3 separate regions of the Mus musculus genome follow, and all the other regions are linked to region 1. The links are chromatin contacts, called in public Hi-C and HiChIP or PLAC-seq maps. All regions are on one chromosome and are shown on one strand. Each heading gives the region's core, a stretch centred on a gene start, on an enhancer-like site or on the middle of the called end of the contact. The rest is flanking DNA. Distances are from core to core; before and after follow the strand shown.

Evidence for each region. A called contact is a pair of places that touch in the nucleus more often than the background predicts. HiChIP or PLAC-seq counts read pairs in DNA pulled down with a chosen protein or histone mark.
Region 2: a contact with region 1 is called in an HNF4G HiChIP or PLAC-seq map of pancreatic cancer cells. The contact joins the promoter of Hnf1a here to the promoter of Gcn1 in region 1. A contact is called at or near these places in 1 of 39 promoter capture datasets (pre-B cells) and 1 of 115 datasets of contacts at active chromatin or transcription factors (pancreatic cancer cells).
Region 3: a contact with region 1 is called in a Hi-C map of Sertoli cells, with 4 times the contacts expected there. The contact joins the enhancer-like site here to the promoter of Gcn1 in region 1. A contact is called at or near these places in 2 of 39 promoter capture datasets (liver and pre-B cells) and 1 of 484 Hi-C or Micro-C datasets (Sertoli cells).

Annotation. Positions count from the first base shown.
Region 1 is chr5:115,563,724-115,566,534 of GRCm38.p6, forward strand. It overlaps Gcn1 (GCN1 activator of EIF2AK4), which reads left to right and starts at 1,540. Exons shown (of 58, transcript NM_172719.2): 1 at 1,540-1,583. The coding sequence starts at 1,566. It overlaps Rplp0 (ribosomal protein, large, P0), which reads left to right. Exons shown (of 7, transcript NM_007475.5): 7 at 1-6.
Region 2 is chr5:114,969,673-114,972,372 of GRCm38.p6, forward strand. Hnf1a (HNF1 homeobox A) reads right to left here and starts at 1,390. Exons shown (of 10, transcript NM_009327.3): 1 at 847-1,390. The coding sequence starts at 1,172. Hnf1aos1 (a long non-coding RNA gene) reads left to right here. Exons shown (of 6, transcript XR_878697.3): 1 at 1-365.
Region 3 is chr5:114,578,366-114,581,196 of GRCm38.p6, forward strand. The region is part of intron 1 of Fam222a (family with sequence similarity 222, member A); the gene reads left to right. Among named protein-coding and RNA genes, the nearest start is that of Fam222a, 12 kb to the left of the region's middle. Within about 2 kb of position 1,521, at least 44 of the 459 cell types and tissues checked have an H3K27ac peak or open chromatin away from gene starts, as enhancers often do. A contact at or near this core is called in Sertoli cells, where this site is marked.

The DNA of each region.
Region 1 (2,811 bases), core at 290-2,789:
CATCAAGCCCCAAGCCTGGCCTTTATATTCCTATGGTAGTCCATGTTGGATATATATCATATGTATACATAATATATATGTATACTAAGCTCAATGGTTAAGAGACCTATGAGCCATACCAAATCTATATGGTTTGGTATCTGGGTCTGCTTTCTGTATATCACTGGATGTCCAAGCCATTGTTCATAGGTAGCCTTACTGCTCCAAGGCAGAGTGATGCAGGTCCAGAGCCCTGTTGCTTAAGGCTGAGGCAGGGGTAGAAGGCTGGGTTTGAGCTAGGCGTGGTTTAAGGACTGAAGTCTGAGAGGGCCTGAGATGGTGATACTGAGCTATGGCAAGGAGTATCCAGGTGAGTGGTGATTGAACTCGGGCCTGATTGTGCCTTTTGAGATGAGGATTGGTGTAGAAGTTGATCTGCCTCAGCCTTCTGCCTGCAGTAATTGAGTCACTGCTGTGTGTTTAGTAATGAAGTTATACTTGTGTTTGTGTAGTTTAGATGTGTAGTTGAGTTTCCACGTGCTGGCTAAAGTTTTTTCTTGGTAGATTAAGTCTTGAATACAGGGGCAGTTAATAACTAGCCACTAAGGTGTGCATGTAGGGTTGCTTTGATGTACTAATCGGGGGTGCAAACTAGAATAACTTGCTATGTAAAAAGCTGCTGCAAGAGCTAAAATACTGCCTGTGCATCACAGGTAACTAGACAAAAAGTTACCCTAGAATTGCAACCTCTAACCCGATAGTAGTTTGATGTTGGTTCATATAGGCATTCAGTAAGTGTTAAGTCTGAAAAGCTGAGGATTTAAAAAATGGGCTCTAACAAGTAGGTGAATACTGTATCAAATGCAATGCCCTATTGCTATCATTAACCTTGTGACGTCACTATACATCTATGTGTGTGTATATATATATTTTTTTTTCTTCTCCCTCCCTCACCCCCCAGGGTTTCTCTGTGTAGCCCTGGCTGTCCTGGAACTCACTTTAGACCAGGCTGGCCTTAAATCCGCCTACCTCTGCCTTCCGAGTGCTGGGATTAAAGGCGTGCGACACCACGCCCGGCCCCCCATCTGTATAGTTGCCACTGCTGAGGGCCAAGAAGCCTGGAGACCGCATTCTCCAAGCACACTCTTGAGTTATAGTAAAAATTCAATAATTGTCCTAAGACATCGAACTCTTCCTCAACCCTGTCCCTAGCTGTCTGCAGTTGAGGCTCCCAGCAGGTCACGCAATTCCCGGGTCATCCCTGCATCCCTCCCGCGTACCTCACCATCACCTGTTCTAACCTCCAAGCCTCTTGGGCCTGAGACTAGTCTTTGGGTTCATTCCTGGGGCCTAGGAAACAGCACGATGGGGGGTGTCGGTGCTGGACCCGGGATCCCCCCAAGGATGCCAGAGCTGCAGGGCGCTGTCCGGGGGAGGCCGAATCGAGGAGATCCCGCGCCCAGGGGCTGCAGAGCACGACCTGCGGCCGCCCTCCCGCCCGGGGGCGCCAGGCCTCGCCTTGCCGCGTGGGCCCTGCTGTGACCCGGAAGCGCTCCGGAAGCGGTTCCGGACTGGGCGCCGGCAGGATGGCGGCGGACACGCAGGTGAGGCGGGCGGCTGCGGCGGCCAACGCGGCGGGCGGCGGGGACCGGACCCGGAGCGCGGGCAGTGGGGCGGCGGGATTGCCCGGGCGGAGGCTGCGGCGCCCACGGCCGCGGAGGGCGCAGACGGAAGCGGCGGCGCGGGGGAAGGGGGCGGCGGCTGCTCGCGGCTCGAGGCTCCGGCCGGCCTGGGCGAGCAGAGCGACCCTGGACTCGAGCATCTTGCCATCCGCTTGGCTTCGGGGTAGCGGGTGCCGTGCTGGGGCTGTGCGGGTCCCGGCGGTGGCAGAGCTTACACTCGGCGTCGGCTACGGTTCTCCGGAGCCCGCGGGGCGATGCAGAGGCCCCCCGACTCTGTGCCCACACTCGGAGCGTAGCCTTTTTATGTCCATACGGGTTCGGAGTTGAGCCTCCGCTCGTTGGTTTCGTCAAGGCGTTGGATCAATGACATCACCCCTCAGGGTCTCGGTCCTTTTAACATTTGGTGGTGGTGATAATACCGATATCCTATGTTATTTTATGGGAAGATGTATTGAGACAAAATAGTAGGGTCCCATGTGGGTTTGCTGGGTGTTAACTGGGTCCTGGGTGAGATCTCAAAATGTCTTCACCTGCGAAGAGTCGTGACACCGTTGTGCGTTCACACCTGTGGGTACCTTGCAGTTCAGGGAGGCGTTGAGGCTACCCCCTTCTCCATCTCAGCCTCTTTTGTAGCCTCGTGGAAGGATGAAATAATAAATAAGAAACATAATTTTTTTTTCTCTCCATGTCTCCATCCCACCCTCCCTTTTCAAAAATGTAGATCAAGGCCAGGTAGTGGTGGCGCGGTGGTGGCACGTCTCTAATCCCAGCACTTGGAAGGCAGAGGCAGGTGGATCTCTGAGTGCCAGTCCAGCCTGGTCTACAGAGGGAGTTCCAGGCAGACATGGGTACACACACACACACAAAACCCCTGTCTTGAGAAACAAACAAATTAAAAATATATATATATAGTGAGTTGGCTTTGAACTTGTAGCCATCTTGCCTGTGGCTTCTTAATGGGTGGGTGGGGGGCTTACCCTGCCTGGCAGGAACGTATTTAAAAAACAGTTTGAGTCTCTGGGGTGAGATTAATTGATTTTTATGTTTGATCCTCAAGGCCCGCCAAAGAGGAGCCATTTAACCTGATCATTAAAAAGATGCTTTGCAAGGGTCTTCAGTAAAAGGGTTTGGTAATTTGTTTAGACAGAGC
Region 2 (2,700 bases), core at 140-2,639, 590 kb before region 1:
TTCCCTCACTTTGGTGTTCCTGTTCGTTCTCCACCCCCAAATGGGCATCTCCCCGCCACCGTCCCGACAAGTTAATGATCACAGGCCTTATCAGAGCCTTTTGCTATTTATAAATTTATAAAACAAAAGAAATAATGGCGTGCGTGGGTAATTAGTAACCAGAACGGCTTTGCTGAGGAGAGAGACGGGGGAGGCATTGAAATCGGGACCCACTCAGCACTCCAGGAGATGGGGAGCCAGACAACAGAAGAGGGGGGTCTGGTATGGGGAGGCCTCTAACCCTGCTATCTGACCAGGCTGGGGTCAGGGGCAAGCAGCACCTGGCCATGCAGGGAAACTGCCACCTTCAGCTCCATCTGCCCCAGGTAAGAAACCCAAGCGTACCCTGCCAGATGCTTAAGGCCCTGGCGGATCAGGAAATCCCCTAAAAGCCCAACATCAGCCCGGCCTCCTCAGGGGCTTTTGGGGCCCCAAACCTGGATCTGACCCCCCCCCCAGCCAAGAAGGTGGAATTTGTGGGAGCACAAACGACCACACTGGGGAAGGATTTCTACCACCCACTAGTTCTCCAACCATTTTCTTGGGGCTGGCTTTCCTTTGTCCTCTGTTTCAAAGTGACCTCAGGCCTGTCCCTGTTTCCTAAAGGCCGGACTGCAAACAGGTGGCCCACGGATACGGGGTATGTAGGGCCAAACAGAGGGGTAGGTTCGGCAAGAAGCCCTTAACCACCAGCCTGAAGACCACAGCTCCTAAGGCCCCCTAGACGGGAAGTGAAGCTTGCCAGGAGCATAGAATGGGGCGCTATGAGTTCCTTCCTGGGTGCTGGGGACAGGTTGGGGTCCTTACTGAAGAAGTGACTCCACCACGGCTTTCTGGTGGGCTGCCTCCTCTGGGCTGAGGTTCTCCAGCTCTTTCAGAATGGGTGGCGCGAAGTCTTCCCCATCGTCATCCGTGTCATCTTCAGAGCCACGCGTTTCTCCAAGGCCATTAGGCAACTCGGTCAGGTCCCCTCGACTCCCACCGCAGGACTCCCCCTTGTCCAGGGGACCCTCTCCAACCATCAGGTAGGGCCCTGGCTCCCCCAAGGCCTGGATCAGGGCCTCTTTGCTCAGGCCAGACTCGAGCAGGGCAGCCAGGAGCTCCGTCTGCAGCTGGCTCAGCTTAGAAACCATGGCTCCGCTGCCACCAGGCCACGCGGCCCAAGGCCACTGAGCTAGCCGCCTCCCCCACCCACGGCCGGTGTCTACCTGCCGGCAGGCTGGCAGTCAACGGACCGGGCTCGCTGCACCCACTGCCCCCCCAAATCCCACTAGTCAAGCTCTGTGGGCACCCCCAGCCCCCAACCCTGGCCCCAGCGGCCAGTGAATCAGGGCCCCTGCCTGCTCTGTTTACATTGGAGCTGGGGAAATTCTCCAAGGTTCATATTTATCCGTGCGCTTAGCGAAGGGACTGAACTTTGGACTTCAGCCTTGCAAGTGCAGGCCTCATGGCGGGTGAGAGGGACCGGGACCGGGAGTCATGGCCTGCAATTGGGAGTGAGCAGAAGGGAGGGTGGGGGAGGTGGAGAGGGGCCAGGGGCGCAGGGCTAGAGGCAGCAGGAGCCAGGAGGCCTCTGGGTGCGGCGCTGGGTCCCACTCTCCAGGATGCTTTCAGCCTGGCACAGGAGAACTTTAAAAGCCTGTTTCTTTGGGCCGCTGGGACAGCAGGAAGCTCTGGGCCACTGGGCCGGTTCTCCAGGGCAGAATCAGGTCACATTTCCTGGAGTGGGTCACTGCACCCTCAGTCCTAGCCCAACATCAGACTTCCCAGGGGGGGAAAAACCCCTGTTGTCTTAGCACTTCAGACTTCTGTGTTGAGGATACTGGGTTATAATGTATTGCATCCTATCATTGTGTGATCCGAACCAGAACGTGTGTGTGTGTGTGTGTCCTGTGTGTGTGTGTCTGTGTGTGTGTGTGTGTCTGTGTGTATCTGTGTATCTAATCTATATGTGTGTGTATAACTAATCTATGTTTGTGTATGTCTCTGTGTCTTGTATGTGTCTGTGTATCTAATTTTATGTGTGTGTATATCTAATCTATGTGTGTGTGTATGTGTGTGTATCTCTCTGTGTCTGTGCACGCACACATATGTATTGGGGTTTTTTGTTTGTTTGTTTGTTTGTTTGTTTGAGACAGTCTTACGATGTAGTTCAGGCTGACCTTGAACTCCTGATTTTCCTACCTCTAGCTCCCAAGTGCTGGAATTACAGACCCGTACCACAGCCAGTTTTTAGTCTTGCTGGGGTCAAACCCAGGGCCTTGTATACTCAAGGCAAGGGCTCTACCAAGAGCCAGAACCCCAGCCCCAAATACACCATTTTAATTTTTCTCAAGTATTACTTTTGTCAGTATTACCTAATGAAAGCATTTATATATTTTTTAAATCTTTTTGTGTGTGTGTGTGTGTTCCCGAGAGTGTGTGTATGTGTGACAGCTTGGGTGTGGAGGTCGGGGAACAACTGCAGGAATCAGCTATCTCTCTCTTCCACTCTGTGGAACCCAGGCAGTCTGACTTGTCACCTGCCCAGCCCTCTTGCCTTTTGAAATGCAGCAGCTGTTAGCAGCCATAAGCATATCCCAGCATGCAGCGCACCAATCGATCAATTTAAAACACTTTCATCATCCTAAAGAAACTGTTCTCCTGAGCAGCCCATTCCTA
Region 3 (2,831 bases), core at 271-2,770, 990 kb before region 1:
CCCCCCCGCCCTGCCCCGCCCCACCCCGTGGTGATCACCAGCCCCCGATGTAATCATTAAAACTATTAGAAGGAAACGTTTGCTTGAAGCAAATGTCAGGCGCCGAGTTGTGCTTTGTAAACGCTCACAATTAATGCCAATCAGGCCGGGAAAAAAGCCGGCCCGGAATCCTGTCTGTCTCATCTCATTTGTCAGCTGGTGCCGCTCCGTGTCGCACATTTTCATACAATTGCTATAAACATAAAAGGGAAACTCCACAGTGTTCCAGGCACCCGGATGGTGCGTCGTCTTAATTACTCGGTACTCCGCTGTTCACATCGCTGCCCCCAGCTCAGGCAGATAGGAAACAAGAAGATGTTGTAAGAAGGTTCATGGTTCTAGGGGTCAGCACTGATGAGAAGGCAGGTGGCCCAGATCCCTGGGCCCCACTCTCTCCAGGTGAAGACTAGGCCAAGCATGGTGGCGCACGTCTTTGACCCCGGCGCTGCTTAGGCAAATATGGGCGGATCTCTGTGAGTTCAAGGCTAGCCTGGTCTACAAAGTGAGTTCAGGACAGCCAGGGCTGGTTACACTGAGAAAGCCTGTCTCAAAAAAAAAAAAAAAAAAAAAAACCAAAAAAACAAAATTAGAAAAACCATTCCCAAGTTCTCCACTGGGACCCTAGGCTACAAAGTGTAGTCTAGCTCCTGGAATGGTTGCCTGCCAGAACACCGTCAGCGAGCTTCAGTTCCTATCCTGGGACGTGGGGAGAGACCTCCTTGGTCAACACATCAAGCTTGCTAGACCTGGAGACATCATGAGTCTATTTTCTCAGATTAACTGTAGACCGTGGAGGGTGGCCATCCTCTTACCTACAGGGAGAACGAAGCCTGAAGTCTCCCAGCTTGGATTTGAACACTTGTTGGTGGACTGTGGCCCTGTGGCCGTGCTACCATCCTATGACACACTGCCCCGCCCTTCCAGAGCAGCTGTGGGGTTGAGAGGAGATGAGGTAGCTCCAAGTCCCTGTGTACTATAGATGTCTAATAACCAATGGCCACTGTCACAGAACCTCCTGAAGACAGGACCTCAGGGCCTCCTGGCCTGAGAGAGCCAGTACCGTCGCATTTGGACTTTGCTAGATGTAAGGAGTACTATTGCTTCCGTGTGGATTTCCTGAGGAAAACTGAAGAGCTGCACAATGGCTGCTTCGGCCCAGGAGGGTCCTGCTTATCTTCTGTCCCCCAAAAGGAACAGTTCCCCAAACTCTTGACAGCCAGAGGTTCCTTCGTGACGTGGCTATGAGTTGCAGAAACTGGGTCTTGAGACCTAGAGTCCTCGTCCTCTCGTCCCTTCCCGTTGCACCTGGATGGAAGCCCCACTATGTGCTGCACACCCTCCCAGGGACTCCCGAGCTTCAGCCTCATGCTCCCTGTGCACAGGGCCTTCTGGGGCCAGGCTGGCTCAGCAGGGACACACTGGCCTTTGTGTCTGCCCAGCCGGCTGGCTGGCGGGGCGGCCAGCAGAGAAGAGAGAGGGTGCTATGGGCCAGCCTGGCCAGGAACAAATGCTCAGAGAGAAATAGAGGCTCCTTTGTTGTGGCTCTCAGTGGGGGAGGGGTGCTGCCAGCTGCCAGCCCATGTGATGAGGCCAAGACCTCCTCAGAGGTTGGCCCAGCACCCCAGGGGACCAGCCGGAAGCCTCTCATCTCCCATCTCCTCCTGATCCTGTGGGTCTCCTCCTTGTTTTGGAGAGACTTTGGCTGCTGGAGCCTCCACAGCCACTCAGCCCGATTTGCTGTGGGCCTACTGTGTGCTGCCACGGGGCCAGGCCCTTATGAGCCCTTGGGCCTACTGTGTGCCACCACAGACCCTTATGAACCCTGATAAGACATAGTAGTCAGACATATGCAGTGGTGCCAATGCTGTGAGCCCCAAGCATGGGCTCAAGTGCAGGATACCCATGGGACAAAGTGCCCCAACCTCGGCTCTGACTCTGATGACCTCCCATGCTGTGATAACCACCCATGGCCTTTGAATCCCAAGGCAAGGCAGGGGTCCCAGGTGAGAGAAGACTTAGAGATCTAGAGAATGGCTAAGGTCGGGCTAGAGAGATGGCTCAGCGGTTAAGAGCACTGACTGCTCTTCCAAAGTGAGTTCAAATCCCAGCAACCACATGGTGGCTCACAACCACCCATAATGAGATCTGATGCCCTCTTATAATCATAAATAAATCTTTGGGCCAGAGCGAGCAGAGGTCCTGAGTTCAATCCCCCAGCAACCACATGAAGGCTCACAACCATCTGTATAGCTACAGTGTACTCATATACATAAAATAAATAAATCTTTAAAAAAAAAAAAAAAGAAAAGAGCCGGGTGTGGTGGCGCACGCCTTTAATCCCAGCACTCAGGAGGCAGAGGCAGGCAGATTTCTGAGTTTGAGGCCAGCCTGGTCTACAAAGTGAGTTCTAGGAGAGCCAGGGCTACACAGAGAAACCCTGTCTCAAAAAAAAAAAAAAAAAAAAAAAAAAAGAAAGAAAGAAAAAAGAAAAGAAAAGAAAAGAAAATGGCTACGGTCATCTGGTTTCGGAGGAGAGTCCTGTCTGAGCCTCAAGTCGCCCATTTCCAGAGCCACAGGGTTCTCCAGAGTGGGAACACAGACACCCACCTCCTAGTGGGATAGCTGGTGCTTGGCCTCAAGAGAAACAGAGCTGTCAGGTTGGCTTGGTTCTGATTTGGTTCTAATGCCCAAGACTCTAAGGCGCGAGAGTGCAAGTGTTAATTTTGTGGATCTTAAGGAGGAGTCTCTCTGTAGCCTGGGGCGTGGGGGGAGCCTAGGACGAGTTCTGTAGC